2 separate regions of the Mus musculus genome follow, and region 1 is linked to region 2. The links are chromatin contacts, called in public HiChIP or PLAC-seq maps. All regions are on one chromosome and are shown on one strand. Each heading gives the region's core, a stretch centred on a gene start, on an enhancer-like site or on the middle of the called end of the contact. The rest is flanking DNA. Distances are from core to core; before and after follow the strand shown. Region 1 holds the start of Kif5a (kinesin family member 5A). Region 2 overlaps Agap2 (ArfGAP with GTPase domain, ankyrin repeat and PH domain 2).

Evidence for each region. HiChIP or PLAC-seq counts read pairs in DNA pulled down with a chosen protein or histone mark.
Region 1: a contact with region 2 is called in a FOXA1 HiChIP or PLAC-seq map of pancreatic cancer cells. The contact joins the promoter of Kif5a here to the enhancer-like site in region 2. A contact is called at or near these places in 7 of 39 promoter capture datasets (the 3T3-L1 cell line, the C10 cell line, cranial neural crest and 2 more), 4 of 484 Hi-C or Micro-C datasets (bone marrow-derived macrophages, cortical neurons, embryonic stem cells and 1 more), 4 of 115 datasets of contacts at active chromatin or transcription factors (embryonic forebrain, embryonic stem cells, neural tube and 1 more) and 3 of 9 other capture datasets (adipose tissue, liver and pancreatic islet).

Annotation. Positions count from the first base shown.
Region 1 is chr10:127,261,579-127,266,279 of GRCm38.p6, forward strand. Kif5a (kinesin family member 5A) reads right to left here and starts at 1,785. Exons shown (of 29, transcript NM_001039000.4): 1 at 1,190-1,785. The coding sequence starts at 1,318. Gm40800 (a long non-coding RNA gene) reads left to right here and starts at 2,726. Exons shown (of 2, transcript XR_872171.2): 1 at 2,726-3,123; 2 at 3,789-4,166. It overlaps Dctn2 (dynactin 2), which reads left to right and starts at 4,684. Exons shown (of 14, transcript NM_027151.2): 1 at 4,684-4,701.
Region 2 is chr10:127,088,953-127,093,685 of GRCm38.p6, forward strand. Agap2 (ArfGAP with GTPase domain, ankyrin repeat and PH domain 2) reads left to right here. Exons shown (of 19, transcript NM_001033263.5): 13 at 278-406; 14 at 1,190-1,249; 15 at 1,475-1,623; 16 at 1,720-1,810; 17 at 1,923-2,145; 18 at 2,241-2,496; 19 at 2,618-4,218. The coding sequence ends at 2,860. Among named protein-coding and RNA genes, the nearest start is that of Agap2, 12 kb to the left of the region's middle. Within about 2 kb of position 2,754, at least 45 of the 459 cell types and tissues checked have an H3K27ac peak or open chromatin away from gene starts, as enhancers often do. A contact at or near this core is called in cortical neurons, pancreatic cancer cells, pancreatic islet and 1 more, where this site is marked.

The DNA of each region.
Region 1 (4,701 bases), core at 535-3,034, 170 kb after region 2:
TCCTCCCATCTGATACTAACAACAACTTCTTGGCTCAATACCCCCAAAGTCCTACAGAACTGGACCTCAGATCCTCTTACCCTGAAAGTCCTTAACACCCTAAGAAAGGTGGAAGGAGCAAGACCGAGCGGCCCTTCAGACCATCACAATGGCCTGGAATGGAAATCTGGGGAGGTGGGGTGGCATAAAGGAAAACCATGTGGGTTTTGGAGTCACAGACTCAAGTTCAGTTCTGTAGACTAGCAGATCTACGGAGTCTCGGCATGACCTTGAGAAAGTCATTCAACTTCCTTGAACCTCAATCTCCTCGTCTGCAAAACGGAAGTATGAACACTGCTTACTGCAATCTTGAGACTTCAGTCCTAAGCACAGAACACCAAGTGCACAGAAAGCATTAATTCGCCTGACGATCTCCTTGGGAGAGGGCTGCCATGACGAGGTAGCACTCATACTACCTTGTATTGGATCTTCAAGACTAAGATGAATAAGCAAGTATGTACAAACTCAGGATTTGGGCACTTTGACTTGGGAGGGCTTAGGATCTGAAATCATCTTGATACTACACTCGGGATAGAAAGGCACACAGGCCCTTAGGATCCTAGAGGCTAACTCTCCAATTGGGTGTGGCATCTGTGTACAGCTTTCCCAGAAAACCCTTCACCAGATTTCTGCTCCCTCCCCCCAAGTCCAGGCAGCAACTACTAAAGGCGATGATGGAAGGGCCCGTCCTAGAACCCACTCCCATTCATTCCTCCACAGAGGCCCTAGACTTCTCATTTCCTATCAAGCCCATCCACTAACCTTCCCCTCCCTTCGTGGAGGTTAGGGTAGAGATGAGAGTCAATAACAAAGGGAAAACGCGCTTTCTCTAGGGGAGAGGGAAAACATCACAAAGGCAGGGAACTGGCTCTAAGGGGTGGGAACATTGCAAGAGAGTAGCAAAGACAAGTTGGGGTTCCTGATGACGGGAAAGGAGCCCCCTCCCACTCTGCAGAGACTTGGCTGCAGGCCTAGGCAGGCCACACCCAGCCATCCTGATGCAGGGGAGAGGAGGGGCTGCGGCGGAGAGGATGGAGGCTGAGCATCCCTGAGCTGCTGCAGGATGACAGGCAGAGGGACTAAGTCTTGGGGGTGAAAAGATTTTTGCATCCCGCCCCCTCCTCTAATTTCCTTCGGATGTAGCACTCACCCCAATAATGACGCTGTCGTCCCCTTGGAAAATGGGGATGAACTTGTCCCCCCGCAGAATCTCGGCCTGGTTCAGGGGCCGAAATCGGCAAAGCACCTTGATGCTGCATTCGTTGTTAGTCTCCGCCATGGTGGTCGACGACGACGAGGGGCTGGGAGCGTCTCCGACTGCAAGGGTAGCGTGTACTCCGGAGGAAGGGGACGCTGGGCTGAGGTCGAGGCAGTGGACAGGTGATCTGTCGCTGAGGCCAAGGGAGCAGCTGGAACGCCTCGGGGAAGATGAGCTTTCGGTGTCCTGCGGCACTGGATGCGGGCGACCTGGGCGTCTGGTCCTCTCGCCGCGCTGTGCCTCTCCGCCCCTCGCGCTGCAGCCGCGCTGCGGGCCTGGGCGGGGCGCGCCGGAGCCGCGGGGGCGGGGTTTCCTTCGCAGGAGGTGATCCTCCGAACTGCGACCACCCAAAGGTGGAGTTTGGCTTAGGCTCACCTGGTTCCTTGATTTGGAGGCTCGCAAATAACCTTGTCCTCACCCCTTCCCCACACAGCTCACTTTGCTACACGCGACCTGTCTGTTCCTCCTTAGACTCCACCTACAGGAATGGAAAAGAGGACTAAGGTGGGCCTGTCGCCTGCCTGGGAAAGAGCACCTACGGGCCTCCCATTCCCTTAATTCCAGAACACACACCCCCGCAAAAAACAAAACAAAACAAAACAAAAAACACCCATTACACCCCACTTTTCATATTTAAATCACACTTATCCTCCTTCTCCCAGCCTCTTTCTGCCCCTCAGATGTACAATGAGCCAGTGAGCCTTTACGGGTGGGAAGCTACAGAAGTGAAGTCTAGATCCCATGGCATGGAGAAAAGACAGGCAGGTCTTGCCTACTCCTCTATAATATAATATATAATAGAAGTAAATATAATATAATAATAGAAGGAAAGACAAGCTATCTTCCAGCCATTCAGGGACAGATGGAGTTCTCATCGAGGCCTCTAAGGTTGGGGTGGGATATGGGTAGGCAGGGCAGCTTTTGCAAGAGAACAGGAGTATAGCAGCCTGAGGAAAGGAACAAAGGGCCAGAGGTCCTGCTGTGAGGAGCTTCCAGGGCAAAGAGTTACATTTGGGTCTCAGACGGGCTCAGTATCTCTGTGTGTTTACTGCCCTAGTTACCTTTGGACAGAGTCTCCATTCTTTTCTTCTCCCAGTTTCCACATCGGAAGAAAAGAAAGAAAGAAAGAAAGAAAGAAAGAAAGAAAGAAAGAAAGAAAGAAAGAAAGAGAGAGGAAAGGATAGGAAAGGAAAGGAAAGGAAAGGAAAGGAAAGGAAAGGAAAGGAAAGGGGACAAAGAGCCAAGCCCAGAGAGTTCTTGTCCTGTCTCCTCCGCAGCCCAAAACAGGAACACCACGAGCTGGTCAAATTGATTTCGCTCAATGTCACAGCCTCTGCTTGTCAACAGAGAGCTCCGATGCAGGGCTTGAGGTTCCAGCCAAGGGGAAGATGGGGTGATGGGAGAAATCAGAAGGGAGGGGGTGGAGGCCTTGGCTCAGAAACTGGCCAGTGTCTAGGGTCAGTTAGTTACTAAGGGGGAAGGATGAGAGGGCAGTGGCCTAGACAAACAAGCCCTAACCGGCCAGATACCAGCTGAGCTGGGCCTTCACTAGTCACACTCCTTGACTCTTAAGGGAACCAACAGAAAGAAGCCCAATACATGACCTGGAGATCATGGTGACAGAGGCCGAGGCTTGGGCAGAAGCCAGGAATGAGAATGGCGAGTTCCTAATTCAGGAACGCTACCCTCGGTCGTTTGGCACTGTTTCTGAAGGTTGCAGCATCTTGCAAGCTCAGGAAATATACCAACGTCCAGCCTCTAGAGACAAGAAGGTGGCATCCTTAGTGACTTCAAAATGACAGTCCATCGAGGCAAGAATTCAGTGGGTATGTGTGCCCACACATGCCCCCAACAAGGTTTTTATACAGCTGCAACAGTTCATCCTCTATTTTCGGTTATTTTAATTTTTGAGATGGGACCTGGCCGGGGGGGTGGGGGGTGGGGGGTCCTTACACAGGCTAGCCTGTTCCTGTATTCCTACCCAGGCTACCAAGTGCTAGGAATATATGTGGACAGCACTGTGTCTGGCTTGAGGACTTCCTTTTGTCCTGAGTGTACCTTTTTATTTCTCTAGTAGCACGTAGTAGGTTTTCTATTTGTCTCTCACCTCCCATCCCAGCCCCAACCCCCTTCCTCCTTCTCCTCTTCTGTTCTTGTTTTGAGACAGCTGGAGCTACATAGAGATTCTGGGACTCACTAGACCAGGCATGTGCCACCACACCCAGCCTTTCCTTCTGTTTTAAAAATGGGTCAGTGAGATGGCTCAGCAGGTGAAGGGGCTTGCCACACGACTGAGTTTGATCTGCAGGACCCCCATGGTGGGGAGAGAAAGCAGATGCATAACAGCTGTCCTCTGATCTCCACGTTCCTGTGTGCGCGCACACACACCACACACACAAAGAAACAAATTAAATTAAATAATTGGGGTTTCTATTGTCATGCATTGATGTGGCAAAGTAAGAGGATTAACCATACTGTATCTCTCCTCCAGAAAGATTGGTTGCTGACTGGACACAAAGCTACTATATGTAAGGTCCTGAGTTCAATCCCCAGCACTGAAAAGTGAGTTCCAAGCCACCCTGAACTACAGTTTGAGACCTGTGTCAAATTCCTTCCTCCTAATTTCTGGGGAACTATTAATGAAATTGATGACCGTCATGGAGAGTTCAGTCAGACTGTGAGCCAGCGCTTTTTCATTTAAGATGTCCAGACTTTTGAAGAAAAAAAGAAGAAGAAATAGCACCCTCAGACGAACTTGGGTTTCAGATTATTATATGCATATCAGAAATATAAGAAGCATGCTTATACTAACAATTGTTAGTTGTTGACCTGAAATTAACTTCAATAAAAAATTGTTATTATTTATTTATTTTATGTGTATGGGTGTTTTGTCTGCATGTATGTCAGTGTACCACGTGTGTGTCTGGTGCCCTCAGAGGCCAGAAGAGGGCACCTGGTACTGGAATTATAAATGGCTGTGAGCCACTATCTGGATGCTGGGGATAGAACCCAGGTCCTCTACAAGAGGACTGTGCTCTTAACCCCTGGGACATCTTTCCAGCTCCTGAAATTAAAATTTAACTAGGGTCCCTCTATTTTGTCCAGAAGCCCTAACCTGAAAAGACGGCCTCATTTTTCTATTCTTTAAATGTTTACTAAATCTTGCTATTGTTTACAACGTGGCGAGCTGTGTGGTTTCATGTAACCAATCTCTAGGTTTTCTAAAGCAGGAATTATGAAACTCCTTTCATAGACTATTAAGAACGAAAGGAGATAACTGTATGCAATAGCTCCCTAACGTTGTTATTGTCGCTTCCAGCCCAAGCCCCAGAAGACCGGGACTACATATCCCACAATGCTAGGCGGCGTCTCCTCGCCATTACCTCATTCCCTGTCGCTCTCAC
Region 2 (4,733 bases), core at 1,504-4,003:
CAAGATTATTATCCATATTTTAGTAGTGAAAAACCGAGGCTCAGATTAACTTGCTCAGGGTTGGAGGCTAGTGAGCAGCATGCTTGATCACTGAGTACAGATCTAATTTCGAAGTGCTCAGTCACCTGCCCGCCTTTTTGGGAATGATCCAGGGAGGCCTCTTAGATAGAGACAGCTGGGGAGGGATACCCTAAAATGCCAGTTAGTTCAGGGCAGGATACAAACTATAGGGGAGTCTATGGAAGGGCAACTGAGGCACCATGTCCCCCTTCCTAAGACTGTACCCCATCTGGAGATCTGAGTCCCCTGAGTCGGGAACCCCCACCTTCGCCCATGGTGAAGAAGCAGAGGAGGAAGAAACTGTCCACGCCTTCTAAGACTGAAGGCTCGGCTGTGCAAGCTGAAGGTGAGGCTGTGGTGGGTAGTTCCACTACCACTCTGGCCCCCCTCCTCCCCTGTACCCGAACCCCTGACCTAGCTCCTGCAGAGCAGGATAAGTCCTGAGCTGGGTGCTTGACTCTCATTACCTCTGCACATAACTGTGTGGAAAGATGGATGGACAGCAACCAGCTCTTGTCCGTCCAGTCCCCAGCCCTGTTCTTTTCCTGACCTCTAGTCCCTGCCCGTGTCTACACTTCTGACCCCATCCTCTGCACCCACATCTAGTTCTGCAGCCCCTGAACTCAGTGTCCCTACTGACTCCCCCAATCCCTACTCTCATTCTCACCTATGAATGGCAGGTTCCTCCAAGAGCCCTTCATCACTGATCCCTAAGCCCCTCCCCCAACCGCTATCCCTGTTCTGCTGACTTCTAAGTCCCAGGGTCCCGATCCCAGCCTCTTGCCCCCTTTCCTACTGTCCACACAAATTCTGACACCCCTTTCCCCACTGAGAGCACGTTTCTCTCTGGTCACAGTCCCTGCCCCCCTGCCCTGTCCTCCTCCGGGTGCTTGGACCCAGGTTCCAGACCTGCCTATTCTCACGGCTCTTGGCTTCCGCTCCACTCTGCTCCGGGGCCACTGACTTCAGTTCTGCTTTCTCTCCCCATCTGTCTGTCCTGCTTTGTCTCTGGCACTCTCTGTCACTGTCTGTCTGTCTCTCTCTCCATCTGCCTCCTTCTCTTCTTGGTCTCTCTCTCTTTCTGTTTGCTCTTCATTCTGTCTCTATCTTCTTCGCTTCGGGAAACCAGCCAAGCGCAAAATGTGGAAACTAAAATCCTTTGGTAGTTTAAGAAATATTTATAAAGCAGGTAACAAGTGGGAGCCGGGAGGGGTGCTCAGCTGGGGTGCAGAGGGGTGGGGGGCCCTGCCTCTCCCTGCATGTGCTCGGGCTTCCTGCTATTTCCCACCCTCTGCTCCCCCTTCCTTCTACTGTCCCCCTCCTAAGGGCTCCAAGGACATCAGGGAGGAAGGGTTTGGGGGAAGGCCTCCTGCTTGAACTCTGCCCCTCATGACCTCTCCATCCACCCACTCAGAGGAAAACTTTGAGTTCCTGATCGTGTCCAGCACTGGTCAGACGTGGCACTTTGAGGCAGCCAGCTTTGAGGAGCGGGATGCTTGGGTTCAGGCCATTGAGAGTCAGATCCTGGCCAGTCTGCAGTGCTGTGAGAGCAGCAAGGTCAAGGTAACCGATTTGATGCTATGGATGGAGGCTAGCAGGAGAGGCTGGGGGGAGGGTCAGAGGTACGCTGTGCCAGAGCTAACTTCAACTCCTCTGCAGCTGCGCACTGACAGCCAAAGCGAAGCTGTGGCCATCCAGGCGATCCGCAACGCAAAGGGAAACTCGACCTGTGTGGACTGTGGAGCTCCCAGTAAGTGCAAGGGCACCGCTGAGGGAATTGGAGGGTGGGGTCCCAGAGTACGGAGTTAGCTGCAGTTCGTTGAATGGTGGGGTGTTTGTCTTACTGTTGCATCCTGTCTCAGACCCCACGTGGGCCAGTTTGAATCTGGGCGCACTCATCTGCATCGAGTGTTCTGGCATCCACCGGAACCTGGGCACACACCTGTCCCGAGTGCGTTCACTGGATTTGGATGACTGGCCGCGGGAGCTGACCCTGGTGCTGACGGCCATTGGCAACGACACAGCCAACCGCGTGTGGGAGAGCGACACTCGAGGCCGTGCCAAGCCTACACGGGACTCTTCGCGGTAAGGATCGAGGATCAGCGTGAGGGTGTACGATTCCTGGGAGGTCCGGATAAGAGGTCCCTTATAACTCTTTTCCTTGGTCCCTGGTGCTGCAGGGAGGAGCGTGAGTCGTGGATTCGCGCCAAGTATGAGCAGCTGCTGTTCCTGGCGCCTCTGGGCACCACGGAGGAGCCGCTGGGCCGCCAACTGTGGGCCGCTGTGGAGGCCCAGGACGTGGCCGCCGTTCTGCTGCTTCTGGCCCACGCGCGACATGGGCCGCTCGACACCAGCGTGGAGGACCCGCAGCTCCGCTCGCCGCTGCACTTGGCGGCCGAGCTCGCCCACGTTGTCATTACACAGCTGCTGTTGTGGGTACGTGAGCGGAGAGGTAGGGAAAGGGAGCCTGGAGGTGGGCTTGGAGGTGTCGGGTGGGCAACATGTGGGTGGAGGTCCCCTGGATGGTGTGTGGTCACACGACCTTTTCCTCCTGCAGTATGGCGCAGACGTGGCGGCCCGCGATGCGCAAGGCCGCACGGCACTGTTCTATGCCCGCCAGGCTGGCAGCCAGCTGTGTGCAGACATCCTTCTCCAGCACGGCTGCCCGGGAGAGGGCGGCAGCACGGCCACCACGCCCAGCGCGGCCACCACCCCCAGCATTACCGCCACGCCCAGCCCGAGGCGCCGGAGCAGTGCTGCCAGCTTGGGCCGCGTGGACACCACGATCGCGCTGGTATAGTTGCCCAGCAGCGGGAGAGACACCCCCCACCCCCGCGCGGGCCGGGCACGACTACACCGGGTGGACCGTTGGACAGATGCACCCACTCACCTCTCCAGTCCGCACCCCGCCCCACGGGAGCACTTTCTACCCCCACGAGGGCACAGCCCCGCACGCCTCCCAGGAGACACAAACTCACCTCCCTCTCCCCAGTGAGGCATGGAGACCCTAGCTCATCACGCCCCTACTTCACAGCTTTCTTACTTGGATTGCCCTGGGTCTACCTGCTGGGTGTTTGTAGGTGGGCACTCCCTTGCAGCTGTTCCGGGCTCCAAGGTGTTTGGACTTGCTGGCTTGTGCCCCCCCTAGGGGCGGGGAAAAGATCCAATCCTGCCTGCGTTCTACAATCGGGTGGCGGGAGCCGAATCCCAGGCTGGCTCCTGGGGCAACTCCACGCCAGAGGGAGGGGTTAGTACGTGGAAGACTAGCCCTGAGATTTGGGACCAACTTGGGGACCCCACCCCTTCCATGCTAATCTCACTGCCCAGTGAGGGGGGAGGGCAGCGAGGGGCAGGACCCCTGCTGCCCATGGAGGTGGAGGGGTCCCCAACCCTTTCCGTGAAAGGGACCATGAGGAGTGGAAATCAGATATCCCCCCTCTACCTATCTTATGAATGGAAGCTAAAGAGCCAGGGGGAGCCGAGAGCCTGGGTCCTTCCCCTTACGATCATGGGGTAGAGGGAGAAGGATTGGAACAGGAGGTGACTAGAGAGGGGCCTTGTAATTTATTGCTTTGTTCCCCAACATGGGGATGGGGTGGGTAGGGGCGAGGGGAGGGCATATCAGGGTAGGGGAAGCCAGGGGTGGGCAGGGGTGGGGTAGGGTGGGGGTGCTCTCGGGTTGTGTCTGTGACCGTGACTGCGTACCTGTGACTGTGCAGCGCCCGTGGTGATCTGGGGTAGGGGGCACCCCTACAACGGGACCCCTCCCCCATAATCCTTTCTGTCCAGCCCCTCTCTCCCTGGAGCAGCTCCAGGTCCGTTTTTTCTATCCTTTGCTCCCTCCCAGCCAGGGCTGAGAGGGTGTGTAGTGGTTGGGAGGACTTTAAGGTCCTGGCCCCCATCCCCAGAAAGGGAGAGGTGGTGTGGACTTATCTGGCCCAGCCCTGCCACCCTTAGTCAGCCCGGCTTTGGGCTGTCTGTGTCAGTGGTTTCCGGTCTTTTTTTTTTTTTTTTTTTTTTTTTTTCCTGGCTAAAATATTTTGCAAAAGACCAGGTAATTGGGGAGTGGAGTGAAGAGGGGGCAGGGGTTACCCCCCTCACCTCCAAAGCAGGTGGTGTGAATCTTAACAGCAATTAAAGAGCAAGTGATTTTGTCTAGGGGGTGAGATGCTGGTCTGTTATTCGACAGGCAGGTGAGGGTGTGGTCTCCATGTTGGGGATGGGAAAGGATTAAGCAGAAGTTCTGGTTTCTGGGCTGGGGCTAAGACAGCACCCATGGGCACAGAGGTAGTTCCAGCTTTGTACAACAACCCTGGGTTTATGAGGTAGGAGCAACAGTGGGAACCCAAGAGCAGATGTTAGATGCACAATTGATGCTGAGCCTGGGAAGGAGTTGGAGCCTGGTGTTTGGAGAAAGAGACAGGCCTCGGGAGTTGAGGACTGAGAAGGTGGGGTTGTTGGACAAGTGAACCCAGTGGCCTCTTAGTGTTGAGGGGACCCCTGTAAGTGCAGTGACCCTGGGGAAGATGCTTTGGTCACTAGGCAACAGAGCTGATGGAGGTGGGACAGTAGGGACTGAAGGGGCAAAAGATTTCCCAACCATTCGGCAGGCCCAAAGGTCCACAAGGTCCAGGTATTTGCTCACTTTTATTGTTTTAGGGTCACCTGGTCAT